Linked DNA regions of Bicyclus anynana: region 1 is linked to region 2. The links are chromatin contacts, called in public Hi-C maps. All regions are on one chromosome and are shown on one strand. The core of a region is the stretch at or near the end of the contact, and the rest is flanking DNA. Distances in the headings are between cores, read along the strand shown. Region 1 holds the start of LOC112046764 (zinc finger protein jing homolog). Region 2 overlaps LOC112046764 (zinc finger protein jing homolog).

Evidence for each region. A called contact is a pair of places that touch in the nucleus more often than the background predicts.
Region 1: a contact with region 2 is called in a Hi-C map of whole body, with 4 times the contacts expected there. The contact joins the promoter of LOC112046764 here to the enhancer-like site in region 2. A contact is called at or near these places in 2 of 2 Hi-C or Micro-C datasets (whole body and whole larva).

Annotation. Positions count from the first base shown.
Region 1 is chr6:16,539,744-16,544,714 of ilBicAnyn1.1, forward strand. It overlaps LOC112046764 (zinc finger protein jing homolog), which reads right to left and starts at 3,610. Exons shown (of 6, transcript XM_024083540.2): 1 at 3,245-3,610. The coding sequence starts at 3,570.
Region 2 is chr6:16,351,357-16,356,378 of ilBicAnyn1.1, forward strand. LOC112046764 (zinc finger protein jing homolog) reads right to left here. Exons shown (of 6, transcript XM_024083540.2): 4 at 4,178-4,319; 5 at 3,273-3,483. Among protein-coding and RNA genes, the nearest start is that of LOC112046735, 57 kb to the left of the region's middle. Within about 2 kb of position 3,290, at least 7 of the 8 cell types and tissues checked have open chromatin away from gene starts, as enhancers often do.

The DNA of each region.
Region 1 (4,971 bases), core at 2,360-4,859, 190 kb after region 2:
GTGAGCATGGGACTTTCATGTCGTTGTTTCACGTAAAAATCAATCTAATCCCAAATTTCATGCTTGGCAATGGCCATCATATATCCCTATAGATCTATGACTCCTTAGTGAACCATTATAACACTATTATAAAGGCCTCCCCTTTCCCATAAGACTGTGACATACTGTGAATTATTAAGAAGAAAGAATAGCAAAAGGAACAAAGTGATGTCACATAAAATATGTTATCCAGTTGACCAACAAGGCAGTTAATAAAAAGAAATATCAAATCATTTAAATGTAAGACAATAAGGCTGGTTACAAAACTTTTTATTGATACCAGATTTAAAAAAAATGTCCTGTGAAAAAATATATAGAACTGAAGTTTAAAAAAAAATAATATACTTACTTAGTTTTTAATACCAAATCAATACAAATTACTGCATTAGTAAATTTAAGCAAGCATGCAATAAGTCTGAATGTGCACACTTTAAATTTTTTTTGTTGTATTGAAAATATATTTGTACTTGCAACTTTGTAACTACAAAGATTAGACACAAGTTTTATTTTAAAATGATAGTACACTTCAGTTTCATACATTTTTTTATGTGACAATTTTTTAAATCGAGTCATCTTAATAAAAGAAAAATAATTATAGCACTCGAAATTTCTTCTATGAGTACAAAACAAATGAAACATTATATAAAAAAATAGTGTAATAGTAAGTACATTGGTAATTTAATCTGTAATGTTTAACAAAAATCAGATCTTATAATCTTAATTACAGCAGCTACTGTATTGTAAAAAGTGATTACTCTTTGTTTCACTGAGGTAGAAAAATTAAAAAACCAATGTTTTCACCAACCAACAAAATACAATTTGGTCACCCTAGGGAATTTTTTAAAACTATATAAATTAGTTTTAGATAATTAGGTAGTGTAAGTATCTACCATTTGCGTTTTTTCTATTAATTACAGGGCACCCTGTATATATTCAAAAAAAAATATATTGTCAATTATCATTTTAAAGACAACTCATAGTAGGCAGAAGTATCCCTTTTCTATGATTGTTTTCATAACAAAAAAAAACAAATCAAAAACAGTTTTGCTGTGCTTAATATCCTCCAAATTCTGATTAATCATTATCCCATTTCAAAACAGTATGAAATAAATACACTATAATAATGTATAATACCTAGCTGTACAATTAAGAATTGTGTCATATCTGGGTTACAATAATAAATAAATATAAAAATAACACCAACATTATGCTAGGTCGAAGCAGATAAAGTAATCATTTACTGACCTCTGTATATTATTAATAATAATATCAATAAAGCAAATGTTATTGACCGAATACTTTTTAAAAATTTCATCTTCACTCTATTGTATAAGTACTTCTTTACCAATCTGATTACCTATTTCAAATAATAATTACCTTCATCTACCATCAAAGCCTAGTTAGAAACAATGGTGTAACCAATGATGTTAAATACTGTTAGTTGTGTTACTAGGTCATGAAAAATGAGGAGCAGTAGTCTCAATCTCCATGTTAGTTGTAGTCAACAATGAACGTTATTTACACCAATAATACCTAAATATTGTCTACAAAGTCGAGTTGTGTGTTCAACATGTGTAAAAACTGTATACACATAAATAAATAATGGAATTAAAGACATGTATGCACTCAGTTTTGTAGTCTATTATTCAGATCACTTTTTGCAGTGATTTTGTAGGGACGAAAACAATATATAGTATAAAATTATCATTGGGTGTAACAGATTGAATTGATACCGTGAAGTTTCTTTATAAATAGCTACACTGTTAAAGTGTCTCGACTCAACCGAGAGATCATGGGTTCTATCTAACCCGTCATACTCTTAATATACCCACTCCTAACAGTCTTTACAACTAATTGGAGGGGAAGGGGAATATTGGTTATGTTTAGAAAGATATGGCAGATACTGATAATGATTATGTCTGGTGGTTGGTTTGATAACCAATCAGAAGATAGGATATAGGTACAATATTTAGCACTTTTTAGTGTAATATATCTTCAATCTTTTGAAAAAGTATGTAGGAAGTCTAGCTATTTGATTAGTTAGGTATATCTACCACCAATCCCGAATAGAGCAGCAAAAAGGGTTTAAATTTACAATCACTTCTTTGACTGTCCCGACAATAGAACATGAGTTACTCTGATGATGACGACATATAAATCAACAATGTTATGCAACACTACAGTATTAATAAGGATTGTATTAAATATCTATGACATCAGTATTACAACAAAATTCTGATTATAATGGATATAGGTACCTACAAACATACTTAGTTACCTACATATAATGTTGATAACATCTGTGAATAAAGACAAAGAGATAATTTTTATCAGACTATCAACTTTTTTTACGTCATTGCAATGATAATGACCGCATGTAAATTAAGTCAAGTTCAGATATTAAAATACCTTGAACAATTCTGTAATTAGTAACAGGGAAACCTTTAGTAATAATTATGTTGCATATATTTAATGGGATCCTAATATGTTTCTTATTTAAACATTAGCAAAACATAATATTTGAACATCAATTTAAAAACAAATTAAAATAATCTAGCTCTAAAACAATAGTTCCTGTGCTTGTGATACTAATTCAAAAAGTTAAGTAGGATTTTATTACATGAAAATATTTTTGTAAGTAGACACATAGGACAGTTAAAACAAATCAAATTGTAGTACAATCTACATAAAATACATTAAGTTTTAGCAGTTTTATTAGAGAAGAGAAACTTGGACGGTCATTACTACCAGAATGGAACACACGTACAAGTTGCTTCTTATCTGATGGGCATAACTGATTAAGTTTTTAGTCTTGTACCCCTTAGACGCCGCCACATATTTAACTTCTACATAATTGCGTATTATGTTCCGCTTGAGGGAGCGTGATATAATCACTGTATCCATGTGAAAAGCTTTGCTTACACGTAACAAGTGATACATCAAGCGATCATATGCATTTCAGTACGAAGTTAGGAGTTACAGTTAGAGATTACACTCGATTACGGCATAGAGCCGCAACTCATTCTCTACAATTCGGAGGGCATTCAACCGAATAGGCCTAGCAACTCGAGCACTCGCGATGGCCATGACATCGAAACGAGCACAACAGCCTGCGGTCACTAGAGCATTGACTTCTCACATTTTGACACTATCAAAACAAATTCATAAACAACGAAAGCTCAAAGTAACACAATGGAATGCCCACCTGTCAGAAGACTCGGAGCTGTCGTATCGGTCGATGCATCGCTTCTTCCTGTCGTCTCCGTCGTGAGCGACGCTCTCGCCGGGTGTTTTTCGGAAATCTGCTGTTGCGACCGCCACGGAGCAATCGCCTACCACGCCGCGCGTCTCACTTTTCTCACACGATTCACTCGCATCCAGTTCGGTATAGAACGATAACTTCAATCTGACGCCTTCCGCGGCTTGCCCACTACACTTTTTTGTGTCACCGTGTGATGGATCAGACGCGGAAAAAGTTAAATCCTCGTTTTGAGTCCGACCGGCACGGTCCTCGGGCGACCCATCCGCCATCTTTGAGCGCACGAGTGTTTTGTCGCGAGTTTCGGTTCGTCGCCGCGGGCCGCATGGGCGCTGCAGTCGCTGCAGGCGCGGGGCGAAGGCTGCGTGACGTCACGGCGGCTGCGCGGCCAGCGGGGGCAGAGCGCCGTGACGTAACGACTCCGCCCCGTGCATGTGCAGGGACGCTGTCATTGGCCGCGCGTTACGCAACATGCGAGCCTATTCAAATACTCGCGGAAGGGAGCGTAGGACTCGACGCCGATAGGGACAGGCCCATCCCAGCCCTAACAACAAATAATGCAGCGTAATGACCAGACACACACACAGGCCCGCACGCACACGAGGTCTGGCTCGCTAAGAAACAAGTGCATCGAAATTAATGACACGTTTCACCCTCTATGCCCAGCATTCTTTATTTGGACGCAAACAAAACACATGCTGTTCGACATTCGACAACGCTAATTTAATAATAATCTGTGCGGAAAAAACGGGAATTCACGATCACTACTCAGTATTTGATCTTATATTATGGAGGATGTTACACACAATATATTGCTGCAAATGGTTATTTACACATACTTAGTAACTTAACTTTATCATTTATGGTATTCGCAGTCGTAGTTTTAAAGTTTTTCTACGAATAAAAATTTGCAATTCTATAAAAATTAAAAGTTCCAAGAAAATTAACTGAAACCCGAGTGGGCGTGGTTTAAATCACGGAAACGGAAATGCTTGTAATATAATCATTCCTTTTTTAAAACATAACTAGGTATAAGGATGAATTTGGAATACTCCCATTCTAAAAAAGTGATATGCATTAATTGATTTCTGATCGGATATATTTCGAAACACAGTGGGCGTGGTTTACGGAAGCGGAACAACGTCACAAATCAGTAACTTTGTAGGGAGTGGACTTGTGCCTATCTTAAGACTCGTAATAATTTGGTTAAACTTATTTATCACACTTAACATAATGGTATGTAAATAAACTTAATTATAATATAATATAAACCTCTTCTATTACGAGTATTTTTTTTTAAATACTAAATCAGCCTCACGCACGCATTTACCTATTTTTTTGATGGTTATGTTAGGGGTTTTTGTTTGACGAGTGGCGCAGTGGGTTGACTCTGCCGTATGCATCCAAGGCCATGGGTTTGAATCCCACAAGTGGAATATATTTGTGTACTTACTTACCTACTTAATGGACATCAATGTTATCCAGTACTTAGGTATCTAGGTAGGTATTTGATATTTTAAAGAGGTAGGTACCTAGGTAAAGTTTGTGAGTTTGTGAGGTTCCAGGTTTAATGAATTGGTTCAGTAGATTTAGAGATAAAGTTAATCAGTAATGGCAGATTCTACTAAGCCGATTTTGAAAATTCTTTTCGGTAGTGTCGGTAGGTTTGTCAA
Region 2 (5,022 bases), core at 2,040-4,539:
AGCATTAAAATCTATGGTAGTGTGCATATTTTCAATCCTTTATATTAAATTAACACAGCAACTACTACTAACATTTAGAGAAATTGAGAAAAATATATAAAATTTGATGATCTTCTACTCTGTATGTGGATGCATAAAAATAATGATTGCTCAGATGAAGTCTAAAAGATACAAAAGCAAAAAGTGGTCCGCTAAAACAGTATCTGCCCCACCTTGCCAGTTTACCTGTTTTAATCAAACATATCTAACACAGTTGGAATCCCGCGCTGCAAATTTCATATGTTAATAAGTTTCAAATAGATAAAATGTTTCAAGTCGTTGCATTAGTTAACAGCGGCAATTTTTTTTTTTAATATTTGCCATATTTTTAATAATATGACCAATATTCCCATGCCCCTCCAACTAATCGGGAAAGACTGTGCTAGGAGTGGGTACGACAATAGACCAACGGGGTGAGGATTGAACCACCACCCTTCGGTGATGAATCCAACCGCCGAGCTATTGAGGCTTTACTGGTGCTTCGTGTCAGTTATGTACTACGTTTTGCTGTAATTTAGACAATCTTGACAAATAATATAATTGGCGTGTTTAAATTTGTCTTAATTGCGTTAAATTGTTTCTTGTTGGTAGTTGAGGTCTTTTTTTTGTCATTGGTATTATAGTAAAAATTAAATGTTGAAAACCAGAATTGAAAAAGTAATAGATTTTTAAATTGCTATTCAAACTCTATAACTCTTCAGGGCCATTTATAAGAATATCGATCGTCTTTATCCTTCGGACTCCTGGTATTTTTGAATTTTTAGATGTAAATAAAAAAATTAAATCGGTCTGTCTGTAGTGACTCTATCTATTTATAATAGTAAATTTATAATAGTCACATCATTACATACCAATTTCTTACAAAAAAGCAATAATCATCATCAACAAATTAATGTAAACAATATGTTTATTGTACAAAACACAAACTCGTGACCAATAAATAATAATTTTTATATCCATAGTACTAACAAATCTTTATATTATAAACTGTAATTAGTTTTAATACTACTTACTGCAAATAGGCAATAACTGTTATGTATGTAGGAGTATGTTTTATGTAGGCGTACGATGATAACTTGTCAAGTCATTAATTAATTACTTTATTGATTAATTGTAATTACGTGAGAAACCTGTCTAAGAGTTCATCATCACGAGTTAATAAGCCAAGTGGAAAACAGTCAACGTACACCTAACCTAACTTTGATTTATCTTTAATGAAAAAAATTAATAATTAATTTATTTTAATCTTTTCCTCAAAACTTATTGAAATATGTTTTTGCACATGTATTCTATGGTTTACCAAACGGACCACACTCCCATTATAAAAGATGGAAACTATTGTTGGTTTTACATTACTCCTCTCATTCGCTATGCTTACCTGAAATAATTAATGACATTGAATAACAATATATATTCATAAGATTTAATTTATAATTCAAACTTATTCAAAATAATAATTAATACACACTTAAAAGAATATACTATTCTACTTTTATAAATCCAGCTTAACTAAATCTAAAAATTGCAAGAGAAGATTTTCTTTAACTGTTTAATATCTGTAAACCGATTTTGATAATAGTCCTAGAAACTTTACGATTTGGATATGAAACATTGAAACAAAGCTCTATTCTTATTTTAAAAAGAAAAATATAAAACATTTATTCCGAGTTGCGATAAAACTATTTAGATTTTTCCAACACTTTTAATAAGATTGTACTCATAGCATATCCACCTAGAAATTATGAAGACTTTTCATCTGACTTCGTCGAATTACGTCAAATTCTTTATCTGATATAAATATATAACTCGTGCGCATTAACTTGATACCTGGCTCCAAAACACAACCATACAAAGTACAAACATTATTCGAATATCGAACCAGGTGTCAAGTTAATCCTACAAAGTACAAGCATTATGCGAACCAGGTGTCAAGTTAATCCGCACGCGCTGTACCTAACTCTGGCAAAGGAAAGCGTAACTAGTTCCTTCAGTCGCATCTTAACTGTCTTATAGAATAGGGAAAAGTAAACGTTTACTACTGACTTGTTGCTTAAGTGGCGTCTAACTACCACATAGCCGCCATAGCATGCCTTAAAGGGGCCCTGTATCAAAATTAGTTGAGGGGCATAATTAAGGTAACTGCTCGGTTAAAATAAACATGACAGTACTTATCCTATCTAGGATACTTTGTCATTTTTTAAGTGAAAACTCTGCAGTTTTTTTATGATTCTTTTCCCCGGGAACACAAGATTAAGTGAGATTGTGGATCACATTTTACTAATTTTTGCTTTCTCACGTCAGGTGCCCCTGTATCATTGATATTGCTGATACAAAGGCAGCTACGCCCCTGCTACCACATAAGGTAAGTATCCCCGCATATGGGGACCACACCACAGCCACAAAACTTTTTTCTGACCACTTTTCTGTAGTTTTTATATCGAATTGCCGGTGATACTGATGCCGGTGGCCGCCACACGCTACAGCACGCCGCTTCTAGCTTTAAATGGCGGCGTTTATGGTTTTGGCGTGACTCTTGTATGCGAAGACACTTAACCTATGTGATAGTTAAGAGGCCACAAGCAACAAATCAGCAGTAAACCTTCACACAACTGACACCTGAAGGATCTAGTCACGCTTTCATTTCGTCAAATACGGGTGAGACCAAACGAGTAATGTTGCGAGTTGTCAGTCGCGTAATTTCTGCTGCATTTGGTATCATTTACGGCGTCGCAAAATGAGTCGTGTTCCGACTTACACTCGAATTTCTGCGACCGAAATTTCGTGACAACTCACAAAATTACGCTCGTTTGGCCTCGCCCTTAACGTTGACTACCTAAAGGCGTGTCCAAACATAGCGCGGGAGCAACACGCGGCAATCGCGAGACACAGCCCTGCCGTGCCGACAATACGTGTGAGTATTACAAATTAAATTTATAGTTGAGTGTAGCAAGCCCCAAGTTTATTTTTATACAAACTGCGTCTATAGCATCAATGTTTCGTAGTATGAAAAATTTTTAATTTATAGTTGTGTGTAGTGTAAGGACACAGAATATATTTATCTGTTTTAAATTTGTTTTTTGATAAGTGAGTTTACCTACAAAAAAATGACAAGACAATTTTGTTCGTGACTTTGGGTGCAATACAAATCCAAAGGTCTAATAGCCGCGCCATGTGTGGACTCGCGTCCGTCGCGTCAGTCGCGCTGTGTCTACGACTACGACAGGGACACTCACACGTGCGGCGGGTAGTAGGTGAGCAGCGTCTCGCGGCGCGCGTCGGCCGCGTTGTAGCGCGAGGCGGCGACGGCGGCGTGCAGCGTGAGCGTGTGCCGGCCCGGCGGCTCGCGCAGCGGACAGCCGCCGCCCAGCCGCCAGCGCGTGCAGCGCGACAGGCGCCACGCGAGCCCCTCCATCATGCCCGTGTCGAAGAAATCGAACATGCGCGCTGGAACACGGAATTATTACATAATTAGCACCAACAAAGTAAATAGTATAGACTGCATGTACGTTTCATAAAAATGGCGCACGAAAATTATGCCCAATGCTGATTTTAGCCTAACCGTTCAACAGTTGCTTTTTGACGTTCAGAAAGACAGGTTGTGTCACAGCGCTCCTTGAAGAAAATGCCGAGTTCTATTTAAAAAAAATGCCTAAATAACATGCGAAAAAAAAGGCAAATGGAATTACGTATCACACGTTAGTATATGCTATATTTTATACAAATACAATGTTATTTTATACAAAACAGCACGCTATGGAAAATTCAACAAGGCACTCAAAATATCCAACAACGGGAGGGCTGTTATTTATAAATTTTTATTAATAAGCATTGTTGAATATTAAAAAAAAAATAATAATCCTAAATTGATGTTCCTACTAGGAAGAACGATGATATCAAGGGAGCTGGAGGTATGCAGTTTAAGGCGGCACCGTACAAATTAGATAAAAACGGTAGTTTTGGTTTAGTCGATTTAGGAGTTCCAGTTCAATCAATGAAACTAAAATAAATATATTTAGAATTACTAGTCGTATACCTAGAAATTATATATTTTAAAGAGAAACTATTATGCATCTGCCAAAAAAGCTCGGCGCGCTGTTGAATAAATAAAGTGTAAAATGGTAAATACTTCAGTACTCACCAGACCAAGGCTGTCTCCTGTACCGCAGCTTCTTGCCATTCCGCCGTATCAACTTGGACGAACTGTCCGCGGCCTTCTTCCCATTGCCAGCGTTAGGTGACGACTCGTTGAAGTGATTGTTCACGTGTCTTTCCAACAATATCTGCAATTATATTACAATATTATTAACACGTGGCCCGAACATTGGCAAGTTACCCTAAACGTTCTTATTATAAGAGGGCACGGCAGTGCCATCGCCAAGTCGAGCAAAACGCCACGGCCATACAATCCTTTTCTAAAAGCCATTCAGGCTAAATATAGTGTATAGGAATCAAAACACTCGTAAAATCTAATAAAAATTTGGGAAATAATATTTATGCTAAAATCGTGATAATGTAAACATACAAACATATTACACACATATTCGAAAACAACCCTCCTTCGCAAGGCTGGTAAAAATTACACGATTTCAAAATTTTCAATTTACTGCTGCTACTAAGTAGCAGTGATTTAAAATACTTAATTCTTGATACATAGTGATCGCTTAAACGATAGGTATAACAAACAAATATTTTTTAAACATTTGTGTCTGTCTGCCCTATCTCCACAACGACTGAATCGATTGTGATGTGATTTTCAAAGGATTATTTAAATATGTAAGCCAAAAGAAAACAGTGGTATAAATTAATAAGCTTTAAGCCAATAAAATTATTTTTCAGTATTATTTTTTCAATTTGATCAAAAAATATTTTTTTTCTAAAATGACTGTTTCAACGACAAGACCATAATAATAAAAATATGCCTAGTCTTCACAACGGCTGAACCGATTGTGACGAGACTTTCACAGACAGACAGATAGGTAAATA